Regions from separate parts of the Mus musculus genome. Here regions 2, 3 and 4 are each linked to region 1. A link is a contact called in public HiChIP or PLAC-seq, Micro-C and capture Hi-C data. All regions are on one chromosome and are shown on one strand. The core of a region is the stretch at or near the end of the contact, and the rest is flanking DNA. Distances in the headings are between cores, read along the strand shown.

Region 1 (2,765 bases), core at 143-2,642:
CTCCTACCTCCACACAGCCTGTGTCACCCCTGAGGAGTGTGGTTTGTCAGTGAGTCACCTCAGGCCAGGAGCTCAGCTAGGGTCTGAGATGGATCCATGCTTTATATTCTGATCAACCCTTGGCCTAAGTCTCCTGCTCCCCGTGGAAGCACTGCCTGCCGCGAGTCCTCGTTCTGAGGCCAAAGGCAAAAATCTACAGTAAAACCAGATGCAGGGGTCAGCCAGAGCAGAAGCTCAAGCGTGCATCCAGCTTCAGAGGGGTCCAGACCTTTCTCACCCTGGGGCAGGGAGGGCCTCAGCTCTCCACCTGCCAGATGTTTGCTCTACAGAATTTGATGGTGACCGCTTGTCCACAGGAAGGGAATGATTGTCACTGTGGAGTTGAGGGGACAGTCAGAGCCGTGTCTGGAAGCTGACCAAAGGGACTTTCCAAGCAGGTAGTAGCTCTCAGTCTAGAATTGCAGCCAGGAGGGCGTCATCAGGCCTCAACAGAGTGGCCTGACCCAAGGGCTGTGTGCCTGGGTTTATAAATAAAGTTTTATTGGCACACAACCATGCCTGTTAGTGTTTATGAGCTATTAGGATTTAACAAAAACTCCTCCCACCCAGTATAATGTTTTTAGTTATTCTTTGATAGTTCATGTATACAAAAACTTTTATTCTGACCCTTTGTAGAAATGGCTGGCAGACTCCTGCTGTGGGGGAGGTCCAGAGGGAGAGGCCGTGGAGAAGTCGAGTGGAACTCAGGCATCCTAATGGAGAAGAGGATCACATAACAGGAGCCAGCAGCACCCCAGACAGTGTGGAAGGAGCAAGAAGGAGCCCCAAAGCCATCGTAGGGCAAGCAACACAGTTCTAGAAGGACGGGAGGGGCTGTCCTCACTGCTGACTAGGGCTGGCAGCATTGGCTATGGGGTTGGACCCTGCCTTTCGCCTCCCCTCAGCGGCTGCCTGAAGTCCCAGGGTTAGGGAACATCAGGAGACAGTTATGTGATAATCGATTGCTGTAACTTAAGCATATGCTGTGACCCACACTAGACTCTAGGCACAGGGGATATTGCAGCTTTGCAGACAGAGTGAGCCATGTAGACAGGGTATCATGAGCAGAAATGAGGCCGTGTGTAGGAAGGAAAAGGGCTGGCGTTCTCCGTTGCTCGTCTGTGGCTGTGATAAAACCTGGTGGCCAAAGGCAGTTTGTTTGAGGAAGGGGTTATTTCAGCTTACACTTCCAGGTCACACAGTTCATCACTGAAGGAAGTAGGAGAGCTGTGAGGTTTGCTGGGCTAGCAATGGGTGGATAGCAGATTTGGGAGAGGATGTGGGTAGGAAGGAGTAGGCCCTGTGGGAAGGGGCAAGCCAGAGCAGAGGCAGGCCCCTCTGGTGCAGCATATGAGGCCTCTTGGCGCCTCCTTGTGGACCCCACCAGCTCCTCCTGCGGAAGCCACGCCTTCCTTAGTGTATACTTGACTGACATGTCTGCAAGGCCGGGATAGAGGGCAGCTTAGGTCTTCACCGTACAACAGGCAGAGGTGCCCAAGCAAGGTAGACTGAGTGGCTGTGTATGGGAGGAGATCTGGGGGAGGGAGGCTCCAGTCGGTGGGATGCAGACACCAGGAGACACCTGTGTGTCTGGATCGTATGTTTTTAGGGCAGCCAGGGCCATTCACTGTATCAGAGAGAGAATCTCCACCTGCAAGTGCAAGCCCCAGCACCGCCTAGTGGCCACTGCGTGAACTGCAGTTCTCTGCAGCTTGGGGAGGAACTTGTCTGAACTCACAGAGGTGGCAGCCCGCTGTAGTTCAGAGTGGTAGGAAGATGTATTCTCATCTGGATTGTGGTGATGGGATGTTTACTTGACCACATTGTAGGCTCCAAGTGTTTGAGAGTTTTATTTCTGTAGGTACAACGGAATAAAGCCAAAATTAAGGCGGCTTTTCCGCAGGCTGGCAGTTACACTAGAACCATTCAGGACAGCTCAGAGCTACTGACCCTAGCAAGGACACTCCCTCTCCTGGGAGAGTTTGCGCCCTTCCTGGGACTCCCACTGCTGAGGACGGGAGCCTCATGAGTGACAGCCATCACACAAATGATTCCATATCTGTTTATTGATAATAAAGATGTGAGAAACTCTAAATTATAGAGTCTGTAGGGACCCATACACTGAACATCAACAAAGAACCGGTCCCACCAAGGAGTGTCCAGTCCAAAGGCCTGAGGCACACAGGCTTAACATGCTGAGACACGTCAGACCTGGCTTCTGTGTGTGTGTGTGGGGGGGGGGGTATGTGGTACCTGTTTCTTTCTGATGTCCCCCGAGGGTCATCTAGATTGTGACATTCAACATTAAATTCACTAACTTCTCCAGCCAAGCATATGTGTCTACATGTTCAGTTGCTGAACCTGTGAGGTCAATGTTCAGCATTTTGGGCACGATCATGCCGGGAGCAAGCAGTCGTGGTAGAGACGGGAGGCAGGCAGGCAGGCAGGCAGGCCGGCCATACTGGGCTTCCTTAAAGCCAAGTAACTCAGCTCTAATGCCCAGGTAAGCTGTCTGCAGGCTTTGGGAGGGGGGTGCCCCACAGATCAGATACGTGCCTTGGAAAGCCTACAGACAAGACAGCAACAGGAGCCGAGGGAGGAGCCAGCAGCAACAGTGTGGCCTTGCCTCTGACCATGCATGCAGATGGGGTAAGGTTGGAGGATGAGAAATGCATGCGCCCAAGACTTCACTCCAGGACGACAAGTTCAAATCTAGGATAGGTGGC
Region 2 (2,765 bases), core at 198-2,697, 240 kb before region 1:
CAATTGTTGATCTTAGTGCCCGAGCCATTGGTGTTTTGTTCAGGAAATTTTCTCCTGTGTCAATGAGTTCAAGGTTCTTTCCCACTTTCTCTCCTATTAGTTTCAGTGTATCTGGCTTTATGTGGAGGTCCTTGATCCACTTGAACTTGAGCTTTGTACAAGGAGATAAGAATGGGTCAGTTTGCATTCTTCTACATGCCCACCACCAGTGAACCAGCAACATTTGTTGAATATGCTGTCTTTTCTCCAATGGGTAGTTTTGGCTTCTTTGTCAAAGATCAAGTGGCCATAGGTGTGTGTGGGTTTATTTTTGGGTCTTCAATTCTATTCAATTGATCTACCCCTACCCGCCTGTCTCTGTACCATGCAGTTTTTATCACTATTGCTCTGTAGTATAGCTTAAGATCAGGGATAGCGATTCCCTCAGAAGTTCTTTAATTGTTGAGAATAGTTTTTTGTTATTCCAGATGAGTTTAAGAATTGTTCTTTCTATCTCTGTGAAGAATTGAATTGAAATTTTTGTTGTGGATTTCATTGAATCTGTAGATTGCTTTTGGTAAGATGGCCATTTTTACTATGTTAATCCATAAGCATGGGAGATATTTCCATCTTCTGAAGTCTTCTTCAATTTCTTTCCTTAGAGACTTGAAGTTCTTGTCATACAACTCTTTCACTTGCATGGTTAGAGTCACACCAAGGTATTTTATATTATTTGTGATTATAGTGAAGGGTGTTGTTACCCTAACTTCTTTTGCAACCTGTTTATCCTTTCAGTAGAGGAAGGCTACTGATTTGTTTGGGTTAAATTTATATCCAGTCACTTTGCTGAAGTTGTTTATCAGCTATAGGAGCTCTCTGGTGGAATTTTGGGGGTTGTTTATGCATACTATCATATCATCTGCAAATAGTGATATCTTGACTTCTTCCTTACCAATGTGTATCCTTCTGACCTCCTTTTTAAGGTGTACTCCTAATATACACTTTGTTACACAATTGGCTCCCATTTCTTTTCTGTTTCGGCAGTTTGTTTTTAGCTGATATAATTAGACCACTCACATTTAAAGTGATATGGCCCTATTGTCTTCCAAGAGCCCGTGAAGAAGAACAATCGTCCTCCGATTACAGTGTTTAAGCATTGTTTTTGTTTTGTTTTGTTTAAGCTCAAAGGCCCAAACTCTTCCACATTCCCCCAAAACACATGGCCAGGTCTGGCACAGCAATAGGCCATTCTCAGATGCCAACTTCAGAACTAGCTAGTGTCCTATTGTGTGGCAAAACACCACAGCCAAGTCAACTTACTGAAGAAAGTGTGACTCAGGCTTGCAGTTTCAAAGGTGGAAGTGTGTGATGGTGGAAGGAAGACGCGGTGCAGGCACAGCTGAGCTCACACCTCAGCCCTCAAGCAGGTGACAGGAGTGGACGGTGAATGATGCACGGTTCAGAAACCTCAAAGCCCGCCCCCAGTGGCACACTTCCTCCCACAAGCCCACATCTCCTAAACCTCCAAACAGCTCTGTTAACAGGGGACCAAGCAGTCAAATGTCTGAGACTACGAGGATGTTCTTAGTCAAGCCACGAGGAGCCTGCCTGACTCTATTTTGAAGGCAGAAGCCATTCTGTTGATTTGTTAAAAGTAACTTTACTCTAAGAGCTGGGGTTTTAAGTTTCTGTTTCCTGGAACCTGACCTGCCCAAACCCATGACATTGACTTGTTTTTGAGAACATCCTGACCCCCCCCCCTAATCTGGGGCCACATGAAGATGGCTGGTTTTGTTGGTTGGTTGGTTTTTGGGGTTTTTTTTGAGGTTTTTGTTTTTCTGAGATTTTTCTGTATTTCTCAACTGCCCTACTGTAACGTCTGTTAAACTGCTTTGCGACTTCTCATACTTCTCATGCTGAGAAATAGACCTAGCATATCTCTTGAACCCGACTTAGGGGACAGTCCCTGGTCAGTTTTCTGGTGTGCCCCAATAAAATAAAACTTGTTCCAAATTTGGCTCAAAAATGGTGGTAGTGGTCTTATTCTCGACCAGTGGGATTAACAAACCAGGTTCTTTTTCTCCCTTTATTCTTGACCTCAAACTCCTCCCAAACCTTCTCAGAGAATCTGTGTTGAATGCTGTCTCCTCCAGGCTCCTCTGTGACCCCACAAACATGCTGCATGTGGGGAGATTGGAGTGGGGTGCTCTGTAGACTCCCGGGGAGCATGGGCTGTCCCTGTCCTTAGGTAGGACAGGGTGGTAGATAGGAGCTGATGTAAGAATGTACCCTTCCTGCAGCAAGATGAGCCTCTGGCCATGTGCATGCAGGAGGGACTCTGTCGTAGAGAAAGTTCTGGAAATATTTCATATGTACTCTTTCTGTTCCCCATTACTCAGAGGGTCTGAGGGCTCCTTGAGATGAAAGTCAGGAGGTTGTGGGGTCTCTCTTAGATTACACTGAAGCCCCCATCAGAAATTCTAGACTATTCCATGCAGTCTTTGGCAATGATCAAAACCCCCATGCTGCTATCCCTGGACTTCTGGCTCCAGTGGTCTCCATGCTGCCAAGGTTCCCTGCTTGACCTGCCTCTGCCCTGCTGGTTTGGGGCAGTGGCCTGCTTTCAAAACTCATTTCTCCCAAGAATGCAGTGCAAGACTTTGATTTCCACGTTGTCTGGCACCTTTGTGTCTGTGTCAGGATGGCAGTGAGCCCCCCAAGCAGAGGCTGGGGGACCACAACATTTACCACAGTACAAAATGCATTTGATTTTTTGATTTGTCCCT
Region 3 (2,765 bases), core at 140-2,639, 230 kb after region 1:
GTAAAGACACTTGGTGTGCAAGCCTGGAAACCCGAGTTCGACCCTCAGAACCAACAGAAAGGCAGGCGAGAACTCCAAAGTTGTCCTCTGCCCAGATGTGGACTGTGACACGCATGCATGGCCATACACACAACAGGCAGAGAAAGTTTAGGGTTAGTCAGGTGAGCTGGCACAGGTGATCTCTGCACTTGGGAGGCAGGGTCAGGAGGAGCAGGCCATCCCTGACTGTACAGAAATCTGAGGACAGCCTGGTCTACAAAAGAGCCCATTTAAAGAAAAGGATTTGCACGGTCTAACACTGAATGTAATTGACAACTGTGTCGTTGCCAAGGAAACCATCTGTGCACTGTGACTCCAGACTCCCATATGCTTTTGCCACATTTCAAGCTGTTACTAAAAAGCAAATTCTTAAAACCCAGACTTCCACCAAGTCAGCCACCTCTCCAAAAGCGAGGCTAAGGCCCGAGCAATCCACAGCCTAATGAGGGTCGCTTCCTTAAAATAACAAGGAAAGGGAAACTGCAAGGAACTGTGGGAGCGCATTTGACTCCTGCTGCCTTCGAGACAGCCACGATGTGTCAGAGCCACCATAAGGTGCACATTCACGTCTCAGAAGACGGCTCGGGAGACAACTCTCGGGGCTGAGGACTACAAGCCTGTCTGTACAGGGAGAGGGATGCACAGACACGCAGCCAGGGCTATGTTTCTCCGGAGCGTGAGTTAGTCTTGATTTTCACCGGAAAAACTAACTCCTCCATCCTGGAGTTAGGAAACGAAACGACCCCCAGTGTGTGCTGGGATCCGCACGCTCCTCTCCCGTGCAATTTACTTGAGGACTTAGTTTCAGATCACCATGCGCACGTGAGAAGAGCAAGGGCGTACCGGGTGCCCTGCAGCGGGGGTGAAGAGGCGGTCGGACCTCTGGCAGGCAGCGCAGCCATCTCTCCAGCTCCCGTAGCTCTCAGGGGCCTTTCTCCTGGCTGACTGGGTTAGCTCGGGCTGCTCCCAAGCGTCCGACCACGCCCGCCGGCTCGGCCGTGCCCCTCCCATCCGCGCACGCCGCGGTCCCCCACCGTCCCCTCACCCCCGTGGCCTGGGCGGTGTGCGCACGCGGAGAGGCCCGGCCTACCTAGCGGAGCGCACGGGGTCCGGCTGCAGAGAGGGGCTCGGTCTCCTCACGCGGGCCCGGGCTTCCCGGAGGGAGCGCGGCGGCCGCCTGAGGAACACGCACGCGGCGGGGCCCGAAGCCACGGACCTGCTCTGGCGCGGGGCAGAGGGGGCGCAGCCGGGAGACCCCAGACCGCCGAGTCGTCCGCCTCAAGCCGGTGGAAACTGCCCCGTTACCACAGAAGCACCGCGCACGCGCCACGAGCCACTTCCGGGACTGCCCGGAAAGCGTCAGAGCACGGCGTCCCGCCCCTCTCAAGGCGGGCGCACATGCGCAGAAGCCCTGCTGAGGGCGAGAGGAAGTGTTTATGCCAGCAGTTGTGCGTTTGTGGAAAGTCGGCCAGCGCAGTTGCCAGGCAACTAGTTGAGAGAGGGCGTTGTTTTCGCGTGTGTATCGTTATATTGATTGTTGTTTAAACGTCTAAAGATGATCGTGGAGCCGAAGAGATGGCTCAGCGGCCAAGAGCAGTGGCTTCTTGGGGAAGACCCAGATTCTATTCCCAACACCTACTGGACGGCTCACAGGTCCAAGAGAACCAACACCAGTTCTTGGAGAACTGACGCCCTCTTCTGGTCTCTGTGGTCATTGCACGCAGTGGTGCTTAAACTTCTTCAGGCAACATACTCATATACATGTAAAAACAAAAAACAAACAAACAAACAAACAAAAAAAGAGTTCCCCAGCTCAGATCTAGCACTGTCCTCTGAGAGGCTGCCTACTTGGAACATCCCGAGCGGTATGATAAGGGGAATGGTTCCTACTCCCTGAGATGTTTAAGATTTATTTCCGTGCATGGATGTTGTCCCTGTGTGTATGTATATGCACCACATGCTTGGGGAGGCATGAAAACTGTGTAGGAGCCCCTGGAACAGGAGTTACAGATAGTCGAACCATCATGTGGGTACTGGGAACCGAACCATGGCTCTCTTCAAGAGCAACAAGTACACTTAATTACTGAGCCCCATGTACTAATAGGTCAGTATTAAGCCTGTTTGAAACACAAAAGTCCTGCTCTATGAAACATTCCACATAGAGTGTTTAAGGTGTCAGATAAAATGACAACATAGTTAGCTAGATTCCAGAATGGGGGTTCCAATGAACCAATCAGGGAAAGCGGTTTTAGAGAGAGAGAAAGGACAAGTGTCAGTGAGGAAGAACAAAATGTGATTGGTCCCTACAAAATTAGTTTCCTTGTTGGGCAACTTGGCAGGCCTTCCAATCCCTGCACGCAGGAGGTAGAGGCAGGGGGTGGGGGGGGGCGTCTCTGTGAGTTCTAGGCCAATCAGAACTACACAGAAATGTTCTGTCTCCAAAACAATTTTTAAAAATGTAAGGCAGGAACAGGGTTACAGAACAATGGAATAAAAACTGGCCGCTGGTTACCTGTCTTAAGGGACCTCAGTACAACACAGAGGAAACAGGCCTGTCTAGGACACTTGGTGATCATCTACTTACTCCCATCCCCTGAGAAGTCAAATAACAAGGTTTAGTTAGCGTACATAGTGTTTGGTTTGTCGTCGTCGTGTTTATTCCTGTTGGGGCTCAGGGGAAGAGTTGGGTCCAGAGTAGAGGGCTCCTTTAGGTTGGTTTCACAGGG
Region 4 (2,765 bases), core at 130-2,629, 210 kb before region 1:
TGCAGCCACACAGTTGTCCCACCTTGCTGGATTCCTCCTTCCTTCGTCCTTTCTCTTTTCTGAGCCTGCTTTCCCAACACTTAGTGTTGTGTTTTATAAAAAGATAAGGGGAGAGGGAATATGTTTGGTGGAGGTGCGGTCAGGTGTGGGGGGAGGGGTGCCTCCAAGGGACCCATCCTGAGGCAGCCCTTCCTCCTGAGGGACCAGCCACATGATGGTATAGTGTAGAACAGAGTTTATTCAGGGCATGGGGAGGGGAGTTGAGAGAAAGGCAGAGAGACAGAGAGAGATAGAGAGAGACAGAGAGAGACAGAGAGAGACAGAGAGAGACAGAGAGAGATAGAGAAGACAGAGAGAGTAGAGGAATAGAGGCCAGCCATGAGCATGGAGTGAGAGTGGGGAGGGGAACGGAGAGAGGGCGAGGGGGCGAGAGGACAGAGCAAGAGCAAGAGGGCAAGGGAGAGCAGAGGGGGCAAGCAGCCCCTTTTATAGTGAGTCAGGCACAGCTGGCTGTTGCCAGGTAACTGTGGGGCAGAGCCTAGACTAAATGCCAACACTTAGGGCTTCACCATTTTGCAACTGCCTGTTTGCCACATGGCTGGCTTTCATGCTTAATTCAAACATACAGCTTTCCCTCTTTCTCTTTTCAGTCTCGCCCCTCTGGGCTGCCCAGATTTACATACACCTTGCTTGCTTTGAGGTTTTTTCCTTTAAAAGCTAATAAAGTTGCCCTTAACTTTCCTTTTGAGTCACTTCTTAAATTCTTTTATTAATGAGACACACACACACACACACACACACACACACACACACACACACAATTCTCCAGAAAGAACCTATTTTTTTCAAAACCATGTGACAGTCCTTCCGGGTCTCCTCAAATCTAGGCTGTGTCGGAGAGGCTCACTCCTCAGCATCCACTGTCCACGTGTGAGATCTGGTGTCCCCTCCATCACAGGTGAGGGCCCCTCTAGTGTGAAGGGCTGGATCCCAAGGTCAAGGGGACAGGAAGCCTTGGCTGAGGTCAGGCCTGAGTCTGGGTCCTGAGTGGTTCTGGTGTAACCTGGGCAACAACGACTTGGGTGCTGGGAGATCTCAAGCCACAGTTCTGTGTCCAAAACTGCCTCTCTGTGGGGGTCTGTGCCCTCTTCACTGGGCTCATTGTGACCCTAGTGAGACCTTGCCTTGCAGAAGATTGAGGCATTTTTGTGTGTGTAAATTACCCCAGCTCTCCAGTTCCTTGCTCCACTCTGGCGCTGAGAGGAAGAGAACCTCATTTGAGAACCTGCCTCCATCAAATGACCTGTGGGCGTGTCTGGCATGGCTGTATCTCCTTTTATGATTGACGTGCGCGGGTCCGGCCCACTGTGGGCGGAGCCATTCTTAGGCAGGTGGTGCTGAGTTCTACAAGAAAGCAAACTGAGCAAGCCATGGGGAGCAAGCGTTCCTCCATGGCCTCTCCGTGTCAGCTTCTGCCTCCAGGTTCCTGCCTTGAGTCCCTGCCTTGTCTTCATGATGAGCTGTAAGCTGTAAGATAAAATAAACCCTTTCATGCCAAGTTGCTTTTGATCGTGGTGTTTGTTACAACAACAAAAAGCAAACTGAGAGATGAAACCCTGAGGCAGAGGAGGCTGAGGAGGTGCGGGTGGCTGGGGAGAGACTGCATGAAGGACAATGAACCTCTCCAGCCTCCAGAAATTTTGCTTTTGTGCAGAAAACCCCTGGGCTTCAGCCACAAGCAGCTAGAACCAAGTGGCTCAAAACAAAGGAAACCGTTCTTTTCCCATCCTTATGCCTAAGGTCCCAAGTTAAGGGTGGGTGGAGCCAGGCTCCCGCAGAGCCTCTGGAGAAGAGGCACCTCCAATCTCCTCCAGCTTTGATGGCTCAGGTGTCCCTTGCCCTGTGGCACTTCTGGCTTTCCCTCCTCTTCCTGGGTGATACCGCTTCTTAAAAGACATTAGTGAGCTAGAATCCACAGACCTCAGTGTGACCTCCCTGTAGCGGGCACTGTCCAAAAACCTTTATTTCCATGTAGGCTCACATGCTCAAATCCTGAAGCTTTGCAGACATTGACATGGGGGAGGGGGACCCACTTAATCCACTCTGCTTTGGTGTGGCTTTTTAGAGAGAATGCGTTATCTATCTATCTATCTATCTATCTATCTATCTATCTATCTATCTATCTATCTACCTACCTATCTATCGCTTCCTCCCCTCTCCCTCCCTCCTTCCGTGTGAGTCCCAGAGTGATCTAGAAGCTCTCCCGCCCACTTGAGACACGGCTGAGTTTAGATTTGGGTTGCAGGATGGCATTTATGACCACGGAGTGGGCATGGAGGGCTGGCAGGAGAGACTTATGAAATATTCATAGACAGCAATAATCTTCTCCGATAGCAGCCGAGGCCAGGCTTCGTCCAGCGCTGTTGATTTAGGAGCACTGTTAATTATCGCCTGCCAAGGATAATAAACCTGCCCAGAGTCAGTCTGAAGGCTCTGCAGCCTGAGGCCCCATCTCCAGGGTCTCGACTTGCGTGGCTCAGTGGTCACCGTTGTCTCCACCTGGAAGGAAATCTGAGCCACTAGAGTGACTTTGGAGGCTGCCTCCTCACTCAGTGGTCAGATCTGTCACTTCACCTCTAAGATGGGAGAGAGGAGGGTGAGGAGGTGGTTGAGTCAGTAAGTCTTACCCAACTCCACGGTGTGAGCTTGCATCCCAGTGCTGAAGAGGCACAGGTGGGCAGATTCCAGAGGCTTGCTAGTCAGCC

The links. Hi-C and Micro-C count contacts between places; a contact is called where the count stands out from the background. HiChIP or PLAC-seq counts read pairs in DNA pulled down with a chosen protein or histone mark. Capture Hi-C pulls out chosen DNA fragments and counts their contacts.
Region 2: a Micro-C map of B cells shows a contact between it and region 1, with 3 times the contacts expected there. The contact joins two enhancer-like sites. A contact is called at or near these places in 1 of 39 promoter capture datasets (liver), 6 of 15 datasets of contacts at CTCF or cohesin (CD8 T cells, the NIH/3T3 cell line, embryonic stem cells and 2 more), 120 of 484 Hi-C or Micro-C datasets (the 63-12 cell line, B cells, the C2C12 cell line and 66 more), 36 of 115 datasets of contacts at active chromatin or transcription factors (the 230-238 cell line, CD4 T cells, CD4 single positive thymocytes and 27 more) and 4 of 9 other capture datasets (adipose tissue, embryonic stem cells, liver and 1 more).
Region 3: a contact with region 1 is called in an HNF4G HiChIP or PLAC-seq map of pancreatic cancer cells. The contact joins the promoter of Rae1 here to the enhancer-like site in region 1. A contact is called at or near these places in 1 of 39 promoter capture datasets (pre-B cells), 3 of 484 Hi-C or Micro-C datasets (B cells, CD4 T cells and natural killer cells), 1 of 115 datasets of contacts at active chromatin or transcription factors (pancreatic cancer cells) and 2 of 9 other capture datasets (adipose tissue and liver).
Region 4: a capture Hi-C map of embryonic stem cells shows a contact between it and region 1, with 6 times the contacts expected there. The contact joins two enhancer-like sites. A contact is called at or near these places in 2 of 39 promoter capture datasets (HPC-7-derived erythroid cells and liver), 6 of 15 datasets of contacts at CTCF or cohesin (CD8 T cells, the NIH/3T3 cell line, embryonic stem cells and 2 more), 135 of 484 Hi-C or Micro-C datasets (3T3-L1-derived adipocytes, the 63-12 cell line, B cells and 74 more), 40 of 115 datasets of contacts at active chromatin or transcription factors (the 230-238 cell line, CD4 T cells, CD4 single positive thymocytes and 29 more) and 4 of 9 other capture datasets (adipose tissue, embryonic stem cells, liver and 1 more).

Annotation. Positions count from the first base shown.
Region 1 is chr2:173,228,683-173,231,447 of GRCm38.p6, reverse strand. The region is part of intron 2 of Pmepa1 (prostate transmembrane protein, androgen induced 1); the gene reads left to right. Among named protein-coding and RNA genes, the nearest start is that of Zbp1, 11 kb to the right of the region's middle. Within about 2 kb of position 1,392, at least 91 of the 459 cell types and tissues checked have an H3K27ac peak or open chromatin away from gene starts, as enhancers often do. A contact at or near this core is called in B cells, CD4 single positive thymocytes, CD8 T cells and 9 more, where this site is marked.
Region 2 is chr2:173,468,638-173,471,402 of GRCm38.p6, reverse strand. No RefSeq gene overlaps it. Among named protein-coding and RNA genes, the nearest start is that of 1700021F07Rik, 53 kb to the left of the region's middle. Within about 2 kb of position 1,447, at least 62 of the 459 cell types and tissues checked have an H3K27ac peak or open chromatin away from gene starts, as enhancers often do. A contact at or near this core is called in B cells, CD4 single positive thymocytes, CD8 T cells and 8 more, where this site is marked.
Region 3 is chr2:172,998,741-173,001,505 of GRCm38.p6, reverse strand. Rae1 (ribonucleic acid export 1) reads right to left here and starts at 1,389. Exons shown (of 12, transcript NM_175112.5): 1 at 1,130-1,389.
Region 4 is chr2:173,443,170-173,445,934 of GRCm38.p6, reverse strand. No RefSeq gene overlaps it. Among named protein-coding and RNA genes, the nearest start is that of Gm14642, 50 kb to the right of the region's middle. Within about 2 kb of position 1,379, at least 9 of the 459 cell types and tissues checked have an H3K27ac peak or open chromatin away from gene starts, as enhancers often do. A contact at or near this core is called in CD4 single positive thymocytes, Th1 cells, Th2 cells and 1 more, where this site is marked.